Linked DNA regions of Mus musculus: all the other regions are linked to region 1. Evidence: chromatin contacts called from public Hi-C and HiCAR-type data. All regions are on one chromosome and are shown on one strand. Each heading gives the region's core, a stretch centred on a gene start, on an enhancer-like site or on the middle of the called end of the contact. The rest is flanking DNA. Distances are from core to core; before and after follow the strand shown.

What was found. Hi-C and Micro-C count contacts between places; a contact is called where the count stands out from the background. HiCAR-type assays count read pairs that join an accessible place to other places.
Region 2: a contact with region 1 is called in a HiCAR-type map of astrocytes, with 4 times the contacts expected there. The contact joins the enhancer-like site here to the promoter of Igfbp5 in region 1. A contact is called at or near these places in 12 of 39 promoter capture datasets (the 3T3-L1 cell line, HPC-7-derived erythroid cells, embryonic stem cells and 5 more), 4 of 484 Hi-C or Micro-C datasets (cerebellum, nephron progenitors and uterus), 14 of 115 datasets of contacts at active chromatin or transcription factors (astrocytes, craniofacial prominence, embryonic forebrain and 8 more) and 1 of 9 other capture datasets (embryonic stem cells).
Region 3: a Hi-C map of uterus shows a contact between it and region 1, with 7 times the contacts expected there. The contact joins the enhancer-like site here to the promoter of Igfbp5 in region 1. A contact is called at or near these places in 16 of 39 promoter capture datasets (the 3T3-L1 cell line, the C10 cell line, the HPC-7 cell line and 8 more), 10 of 484 Hi-C or Micro-C datasets (the G1E-ER4 cell line, cerebral cortex, cortical neurons and 1 more), 10 of 115 datasets of contacts at active chromatin or transcription factors (cardiomyocytes, craniofacial prominence, embryonic forebrain and 6 more) and 2 of 9 other capture datasets (adipose tissue and embryonic stem cells).

Annotation. Positions count from the first base shown.
Region 1 is chr1:72,873,508-72,876,207 of GRCm38.p6, reverse strand. It overlaps Igfbp5 (insulin-like growth factor binding protein 5), which reads left to right and starts at 1,343. Exons shown (of 4, transcript NM_010518.2): 1 at 1,343-2,402. The coding sequence starts at 2,069.
Region 2 is chr1:73,416,990-73,419,689 of GRCm38.p6, reverse strand. All of the region lies in intron 2 of D530049I02Rik (RIKEN cDNA D530049I02 gene), which reads right to left. Among named protein-coding and RNA genes, the nearest start is that of Pinc, 11 kb to the right of the region's middle. Within about 2 kb of position 1,364, at least 8 of the 459 cell types and tissues checked have an H3K27ac peak or open chromatin away from gene starts, as enhancers often do. A contact at or near this core is called in astrocytes and cerebellum, where this site is marked.
Region 3 is chr1:73,437,171-73,439,870 of GRCm38.p6, reverse strand. No RefSeq gene overlaps it. Among named protein-coding and RNA genes, the nearest start is that of Pinc, 31 kb to the right of the region's middle. Within about 2 kb of position 1,365, at least 5 of the 459 cell types and tissues checked have an H3K27ac peak or open chromatin away from gene starts, as enhancers often do. A contact at or near this core is called in uterus, where this site is marked.

The DNA.
Region 1 (2,700 bases), core at 94-2,593:
AAGAGAGTTGGAGAAAGGGCAAAAGCCCTGCCCCCAAGAACTCCCCAGAGACCATCACTTGATCATGTCTTTTCTTACCTGTGGTGGGCAGTCTACAGACCACCTATCATGTCAAATTAATTTTTAAAACAAACAAAAAAAGCTAAAGCCATCATATTCCTTCTTTCAAAAATTAGGTTTTCTTTCATTTTCCTAAGGGAAGAATGGTCCCTAGTGCTGACTAGCGATCTGGGGCTTCCTGTGGCATGGTGAGGATTTCTCACGTGCAGGCTCCAGGATGCTACCTTGGTACATATTAACCCTTAAACAAGGTCTCCTGCAGCGAGGTACCTGCTCACTCCAGGATCTGCCTACCCCACAGAAATGCCTCATTGTCAACCCAAGAAGGTTATCACTTTATCCTACCTTCCTTCCATTTAAAAGGACATTTAAGGTGTCCATGAGGACACCAGATAAAACTGACAACCCACAGCATTTCCTCCAGGGTCTCAGTCACTACTCCCAACAAAGCTGGGGAGGGGGGTGGGGTGGAGGGCGTTATCCCTTCTTGAAAGTGCACATAGCACGCTCACACTCAGAGAGAGAGAGAGAGAGAGAGAGAGAGAGAGAGAGAGAGAGAGAGAGAGAGAGATTCCCTGGTCATCTATATAGGTGAAGGAAAATGACCACTGGCTTTAACTAAAATCAGTACCCCACCAGAACAATAATGACAAGCCCTTGCCATAATCCCTCTGCCCCTTTTAATGGGGGAGGGGTCTACACACGCGCCCGCACTCCTTTTCTCTTTAAATTTATCTCAATGCCCCTCACCAGCTACTGTACACTACTTGTCCTCCAAACACAAACACACAGACAGACAAACCTTCAGTGGTCTCTTAGACACTTTTTTTTCTAAAGTTGGAAAGGACTTCTTGGGCAGGGTATACACGGCTAATAAGAAAATGTGACTCCTAACAGCCAGTGTCCGGGCTAGTTGTCGGAAAACAGACTCGCTCCATTGTATTCACCCAGCTTCTGAAGAGTACTGCCATCCACTCCTCCCTCCACCTTCTCCCTACTCTCCTCTGTAGCTCGCCTGTCTTCGCCCCCCCCCCAAAGCCCTTTCCGTACATTCCGTGAGGAGGAGGGCTCTGTGTAGGGAGCGAAGGGGAGCCCCCGTGTCTAGAAGGCCTCTCTTCCCCACCCCCACCCCGTGTGAGTTTGCGCTGCAAAGCTCCTTGGCATCCTTGCATGGGTTGGGTGTTGGGGAGCTCAAATTGCAGCTACAACTGGCTGGCAGCCAGGGGCCGTCTATTTAAAAGCGCCTGCTCGACCAGAGCCCGCAGTCTCTTTGGAAACTTCTAAAAGAGCTAGGAAAGAGCTGCAAAGCTGTTTGGGCTTTTTTCCCCCTTTTTGTTCCTTTTTGTTACCCCCCCCCTCGGTCTGCACCCTTCTCCGGACTTCACGCAGAACCTGCGGGTTTCGAAGAGGTGGTGACAGAGCAGGTGTTGGGGTCCAGGTTTGGTGAGGTCTGGGTTTTTGCCCTTTTTCCCCCCTCGATTTCAACATTTTCCCGATCTTGTTGTCAGCCGCCGACGCCTCTTACCTGTTCTGCGGCAGCAGCGCAGCTGGCCGCTGAGACCGAGCGGAGTGGGGTTGCGTTTTAGATTTTAAGCAAAGGGGGGAAAATTAAGCCCAATCCATTTTTTTCTTCACCTCCTCCCTTTTCAAGGCCTCCAAGCTAATTATTTCTGTTGCTTTGGAGTGAGCAATTCTGTGGTTCTCTCCACCACCACCCCCAATTCTGACCCGATCCCGCCTGGGGGTTTCTACGGTCTCCGCTCGCTCTGCGTGCACCTGGCGCGCCTCTTTTTTTCACCCCCAACCTGTTGCAAGTCTTTAATCCTCGCAATTGGGACTTGCGTGCAGGCATCTGAATCCTCCTTGCCTCATATTTTGCAAGTGTTTGGGGGAGAGCACCTGCTCTACCTGCAAGAGATTTAAAAGGAAAAAAATCTCCAGGCTCCCTCTTTCTCCACACACTCTCGCTCTCCTGCCCCGCCCCGAGGTAAAGCCAGACTCCGAGAAAATGGTGATCAGCGTGGTCCTCCTGCTGCTGGCCGCCTATGCCGTACCGGCTCAAGGCCTGGGTTCTTTCGTGCACTGTGAACCCTGCGACGAGAAAGCTCTGTCCATGTGTCCCCCCAGCCCTCTGGGCTGTGAGCTGGTCAAAGAGCCCGGCTGTGGCTGCTGCATGACTTGCGCCCTGGCGGAGGGACAGTCGTGTGGCGTCTACACGGAGCGCTGCGCCCAGGGTTTGCGCTGCCTCCCCCGGCAGGATGAGGAGAAGCCGCTGCACGCCCTGCTGCACGGCCGCGGGGTTTGCCTCAACGAAAAGAGCTACGGCGAGCAAACCAAGATAGGTGAGCGCTACTGGGGTTTCAGTTGCACGGCACAGGAGCTGGGGAGGGAGGCACCTTGGATGGGTGGGGACCGGGGACCGATTGGGAACCCGCGCGCTTTGCGCGCGCAGCAAGTGGCTTAGACCCTAGTAGCTCCTGAGAGTAGATGGGGTGGGTCCTTGCACCTCACACTTGAATCCCTGGCAGAGCAAGCTATCCTAGGCGGCTGTCTAACCGTCTCTACCAGTTTACACTTCATCTCCACCCCAACCCGACCCTCCCCCACTCCTAACTCGTGGCAATTCTGACTCTGAGCTCC
Region 2 (2,700 bases), core at 115-2,614, 540 kb before region 1:
AATTGTTTTTGTAAAACCATTTGCTTAAACTCCCATGGCTAGTTAGTGCACAGAGCAGTAATTTGAGGATGCCTATCCCTGTAGCAGTCTTCTTTGATCCACAGTGTAGATAGGAAGTCTCCAAGCTACTTATTATTATTTTGTTTACTTTTTTTTGGATCCCTGTCTACCTGTATACTTTTGAAGTAATGACTCTTTCCCTAGATTCATTTTTAAGGGAAGCAATAATGGCATTTCATGTCAAGGCAGAGGGTAGTTGAGACTGGTATGATATTGTTTAATGTCTGTTTGTACTTCCTTGAATGTCACTCTAGGTATGTGGCTAGTGTCATACTTAAGTGAGATGTTTCAGATGGCACATCATAAACTATCCACAGGTAGTACATTGACCATTGCCTTTCTTCCCTGACAGTGAAAATTTGTCTAAAGGAAGAAGCCCTGCTTGGCTGCTTTGACCTTCTGTTACATCCCTTCTCCATTTGTCTTGCCCACTCACAGTGGCATTTTGTGTTTTGACTTTGACAACTTCTGCTCATTCTTGCCTTAGGATGCTCTTTGCTTCTTGTATTTTCCTTCTATTTCACTCTCACCCCAGACCTCTATTCTGAAGATTTCAGTAAAAACAGCACACATTCAGGGAGTCCTCCCCTGACCTTTCTCTATGAAAGAACACCATCTACCCAGGGAGATTTTTATTTCATTAGATGTCCCTTCTTATTCACAAAAGGAACATTTTTTTCTTTGTTCACCAAAGCTCCAGCATCCTGTCAGGTCATAGTAGAAGCAGACAGCCTAGCATACAGCCCAAGTATTCAGCACAAACTTGCAGAAGGATAAATTTAGCAGAAAGTCTGCCTCTGAGTCCAAGTCTAGTTTTCCACTCTATTAAATATAAAACTATCTAGAAAACGATGAATAAGATTCATTGAACAAATGATTAGGGCACTGATTGGCCAATCCATTTGTTTCTTGATTTATTCATTCATCCGTTCATTCATTTAGCAAACCTGTACTGGCTGCCTTAATTGACAAGCCTTCCCTTTCTGTATAAAAAAATCTCAATGGAGTGAATTTCAGTTTCTATTGTTCTTCACTATCAGATGCAATGGAGGAAAGAAAGCACAGTCTTGTGACTAAAAAGAGTAGGAACATGTTTTTCACATTTTCATCCCCCCAAAGTCCCTAGAGCCTGAAAGGCTCACACAGAGCCTCCACTCTGTGCCAGGAGCTATCCAGGCACCATTCATCCTGAGATGGATGAGGGAGGGCTGGTCCTAGATCCAAGCTGCTTTTGCATATCACAGTCTTTGCAGTTCTGTTCCTCTTGCCATACTCCATTGCCCATTACCTCCGGCCTGGGCTGGCACAGAGCTTTTTGTCTGTTGGAAGGCTCACACACTTGCCTCCTGGTCATGACCAGGCAGCTGCTGGCAGGCCTTGACGATGCAGCTTGTTGTGGTCTTTTCTATGTAACCACCAGCAGCTTATTTTAATTCCTAAGATTGCCCTCTTCTGCAGGACCATCTGTGAACGAGCAGGGCCTGCTCGTATCTCTCTTCTGTTTTCTTTTTTTCAAAGAAAAAAAAAGTCTGTTCAGTGTAAGGATTTTAAATATCAACATTATGTGCAGATAGATAGGAATATCATACGTAATAAATCTTTTGGATGCCTGTGGATGCTCTTTCTCTCTCACTCTTCCTTCTGTTGTACTTTTGAGGCCCTCTGTTTTAGAAATCAATCTGGTTGGCTTTCTCTACTGGATGCAAAGGAGGGGAATTTGAATTTAAGGCTGGCAGGTGACATCTTCACAGCTCCCGTTTTGATAGTCTGTGCACACAGCACTTCCAGAGCTGGACAATGTCTTATAGAGAAAGGGCACCTTTCTTTTGAAACATCTTTGAGCTGCTAAGGTGACCTTATGGATCACCTTGCTATCAATAATGACTGGAAATGGGCACTATGTGTCCTTACCATCTTTATTGGCCCTTCTGCTTTCTCAGATCACTTAATATTTGAAAGGGAGTTTTGACCAAAGCCTGAAAGAATGTATGTTGGAAGAGGGCCCTCAGTCGAACATCCAGGCATTGCACATGGAGGAAACATCATCCATTTGAGCTCAAATACCAAGATGGCCAGATGCCTGCGTGGAAATTTGGAACTCTCAGAATGAACCTAATGATAGGGATTTGATTTGCCATCTGTAAGAACGGCCACCCTTCTCTTCCTTGCATACTTTGTACCCAATTCTTGTGATTTTACCCTGGGTAATCTAAACCATTCACTGTTTATTAAGTAAATCCCAGGATGCATGGGAATGTAAGAGCAGAGGGAGTGTACTGGCTCCCCATCATCATTCCACAGCCGCTATGATACTTCGGCATCTATAAACTTTGATGCCAGTCTAAGCTGGTATTTTGGTTTTTACCAAAAGTCTGGGATTCAGTGAAAATATTGAAAGTCCTTCATTTTCTTGAGACTATAAAAGAGAGCTATGATTAACAGGAACCTAAATCTCCCCAGTTTTTCCCTACCTACTCCTATGTACCCCAGTTCCCAGGCCACTGTTGGGATTGTCTCTGGTATTCACTCAGTGTCAACACCTATCATACTTAACTTATGGTATATTATCTCTCTCATATGAACTATGATATATTTTCTCCTGCTCTGGCTATAGAGATAAGTCTCCCAAGACACTCAGGG
Region 3 (2,700 bases), core at 116-2,615, 560 kb before region 1:
CCTTCATTTCTTTGCATCCTCCGTTGTAATATGGTCCTAAACCCACAAATGGTTCGCCATGATGAGCTGCCTTATGAGGGCACTGAATCTGGCAAGAATTACTGTTCTTCACCCAGTGGCATCATGTGTTCATGGTTCAGCAGGAGTCTGTTTCTCCCTCAACAGCTGTCAGTGCTGGGAAGACTGTTATTGCCCTATGGTTCTTTGGTGGCCAATCATGCTAGGCACAATTCTGGATTGTCTGAGAACTTCCCCACCAATAGTTATGAGTGGGTTCATTAAGCCCTGTTATTACATGATACTGATAGAGTTCCACAACTGTCACTACATTGTAGCATTACAGTGAATTGTAAGAGTATATAGCCACACTGAGAGTGATCAGAGAGGATAATCCATTATTCACGCAACTTTGGCTATGCATATGAATGGACATAGGAACTGAGATGTTAAATAGATGCAAATGAGCAGATCAGAGGAGTGTCTGGTGATTTTTCTCTGAAACATCAAATTTTCCTAATTCTTGAGTGGGCAGTATGTGTTTAATTTGGTGTCAAAAGACACTAAATTTATTTAGCACTTACCAGGTGTGCCTGACATGTCCTAAGTCCTCTGCTTGTGACTAACTGAGTCTGCAAATCTAACCCTATCAGTGCCTCTTGGGGAGAGACAAGGGTGACTGAGGAGGTAGAGCTGCCTCATCTCTGGGTACAGCGCCTGCCTTTGAATCCAGGGAGTTAGAAGGCTGAGCACCAAATTGTCATCTTATGTGTGTTCTCAATCTCTTGATCCACTTCAGAGAGATTTGGGAAAAAAGGCATTCTTATCTAATTGTCAAGTGGTGGACATTCTTGCATTTTGCTTTCTGGGCTCCAGCATTGGACGAGCAGAGGGCCAAATGCTGGAGCCCATCATTTGATCTGCACAGTTCAGAGCGATACAGATGGAAGATGAAATGAAGATGGAGGACCACATCTGGAAGAAGAGCAGACATGAGTGGACTTCATGAAGTCATGCTTAATCACTAAGACACTTAGAGAGGACTTCGTCCTGTGAGTACAGCTCTACCTATCCCTCAGCCTGTGCTAAGCACCAGTCGACCATTTCCTCTTAGCCTTATACCTCTCCTAAATTGTTCTCTCTGGCATTTCCAAGGAACTTAAGGGGTGTCTGCCTTCTTCCTGAAGCCCTGAGCCCGACTGGCTTTAATCAGAGACAAGCTGCTGATTCAGCGCCTAGCATGAGTTTATTCAGCTGGTGCGAAGATTTGTGACAGGGTCGCGTTTATATTTTTACCACTGTCTCGTAAAGCTGAATAATTTATCATGTTCTTCTCAGGTCCCTCCCCTCTGGCCTCTATCATCCTCCAGAAGCAGTGTGTAGCTCTTGTTTCAATAGCCAAACTTATTGGGGATGTGCCTGCTTTCGCTCACAGACTTCTGACATGCTATCTTTTCTGTCAGGGCAAAATTGAGAGAAAAACCTTTCTTTTTCTTTTTCTTTCTCTCCTCCCTCTACCTCCATTTTTTTTCCTTTTCTTTTCTTTTTCATAGTGAGCAATTCACTGTAGTTAGACCTTTTCCATTTCTTTTTGCATGGACTCCCTGCCAAAGCATGTCAATTCTGAAATAAATTAACTGGTGGCTAAATTAAAGATCTCTACATAGGAATCCTTTCTTTCCTTTACAAATGCATTTTTAAAGCTGAAATGATGGAAACGAAAAAAAAAGACAGTAAATCTATGAAGATAATTTTACAGACCCTTACACCTGAGCTACTTTTCTGGGCCATTTCTCTGTTCAAATGTGAGGACAATAATAATAAAACTGCCAAATGACGTCCACGGAGAGCAGTGTTTCCACCACGCCAAGAACTAAGGCTTATTTTGCTTGTATTTGCATGGATGTGCTTAGGCAAATGCTTGTGTTTCTGCCCTGAGTGACGTTATTTCATCCCTTTGTCAATTAAGAAAAAGAACCAAGGGGCAAAGAACAAAAGCATGTCCACATACAGACACAGCTAGAGCCAGACATTTCTGGAGATGGCATGAAGACACGAATGTTTCCTTCAGCTGAAAGAAGCTAGCTATCTCATTTATCATTTTATGAAAGGATTCATTGTGGAAACTGTGAACAAACAAATAAACCAACAAACAACATTGATAACAAAAAACAGAAACCAGCAAGCTCCCTTTGTGTATATATAGAATAGAATAGATTTTTCCAAACCTTTAGAGACCAGCTTTAGGGCTGGGGATTATTGGGTTTTATGACTGTAGCAGTGGGATTAAAATAGCCCACTAAATGTTAGCAGGTGGATTCTCTCTCCATTCTCCAGCCACAGTTGCTTCAAAGACTCCGAACCCTTTGAAATGTCAGGTTGTAGATCCTTCTTCCCCAACTCTAGGAGGTTTCCAGATAGAAGAATTAAAATCCTTTTTCTGGAGTATAACAATACATTTCTAATAAATGATACACAAGACGAAGGTTACTGTTGATTTTATGTGTCAACTTAGCTAAGCTAGGGAGCCCAGTTGTTTGCTCAAATACCAATCTGGATATTGGTGTGAAGATATTTGTGAGTGCAATTACTATTAAAATGAATAGTCTTTCAGTAAAACAGCATTTTATTCGAATTTCTTGCATATAACGTGGTTGGGCCTCATCTGGTCTGGTGAAGGTCTTACCAAGGAAGAGCAGTGAC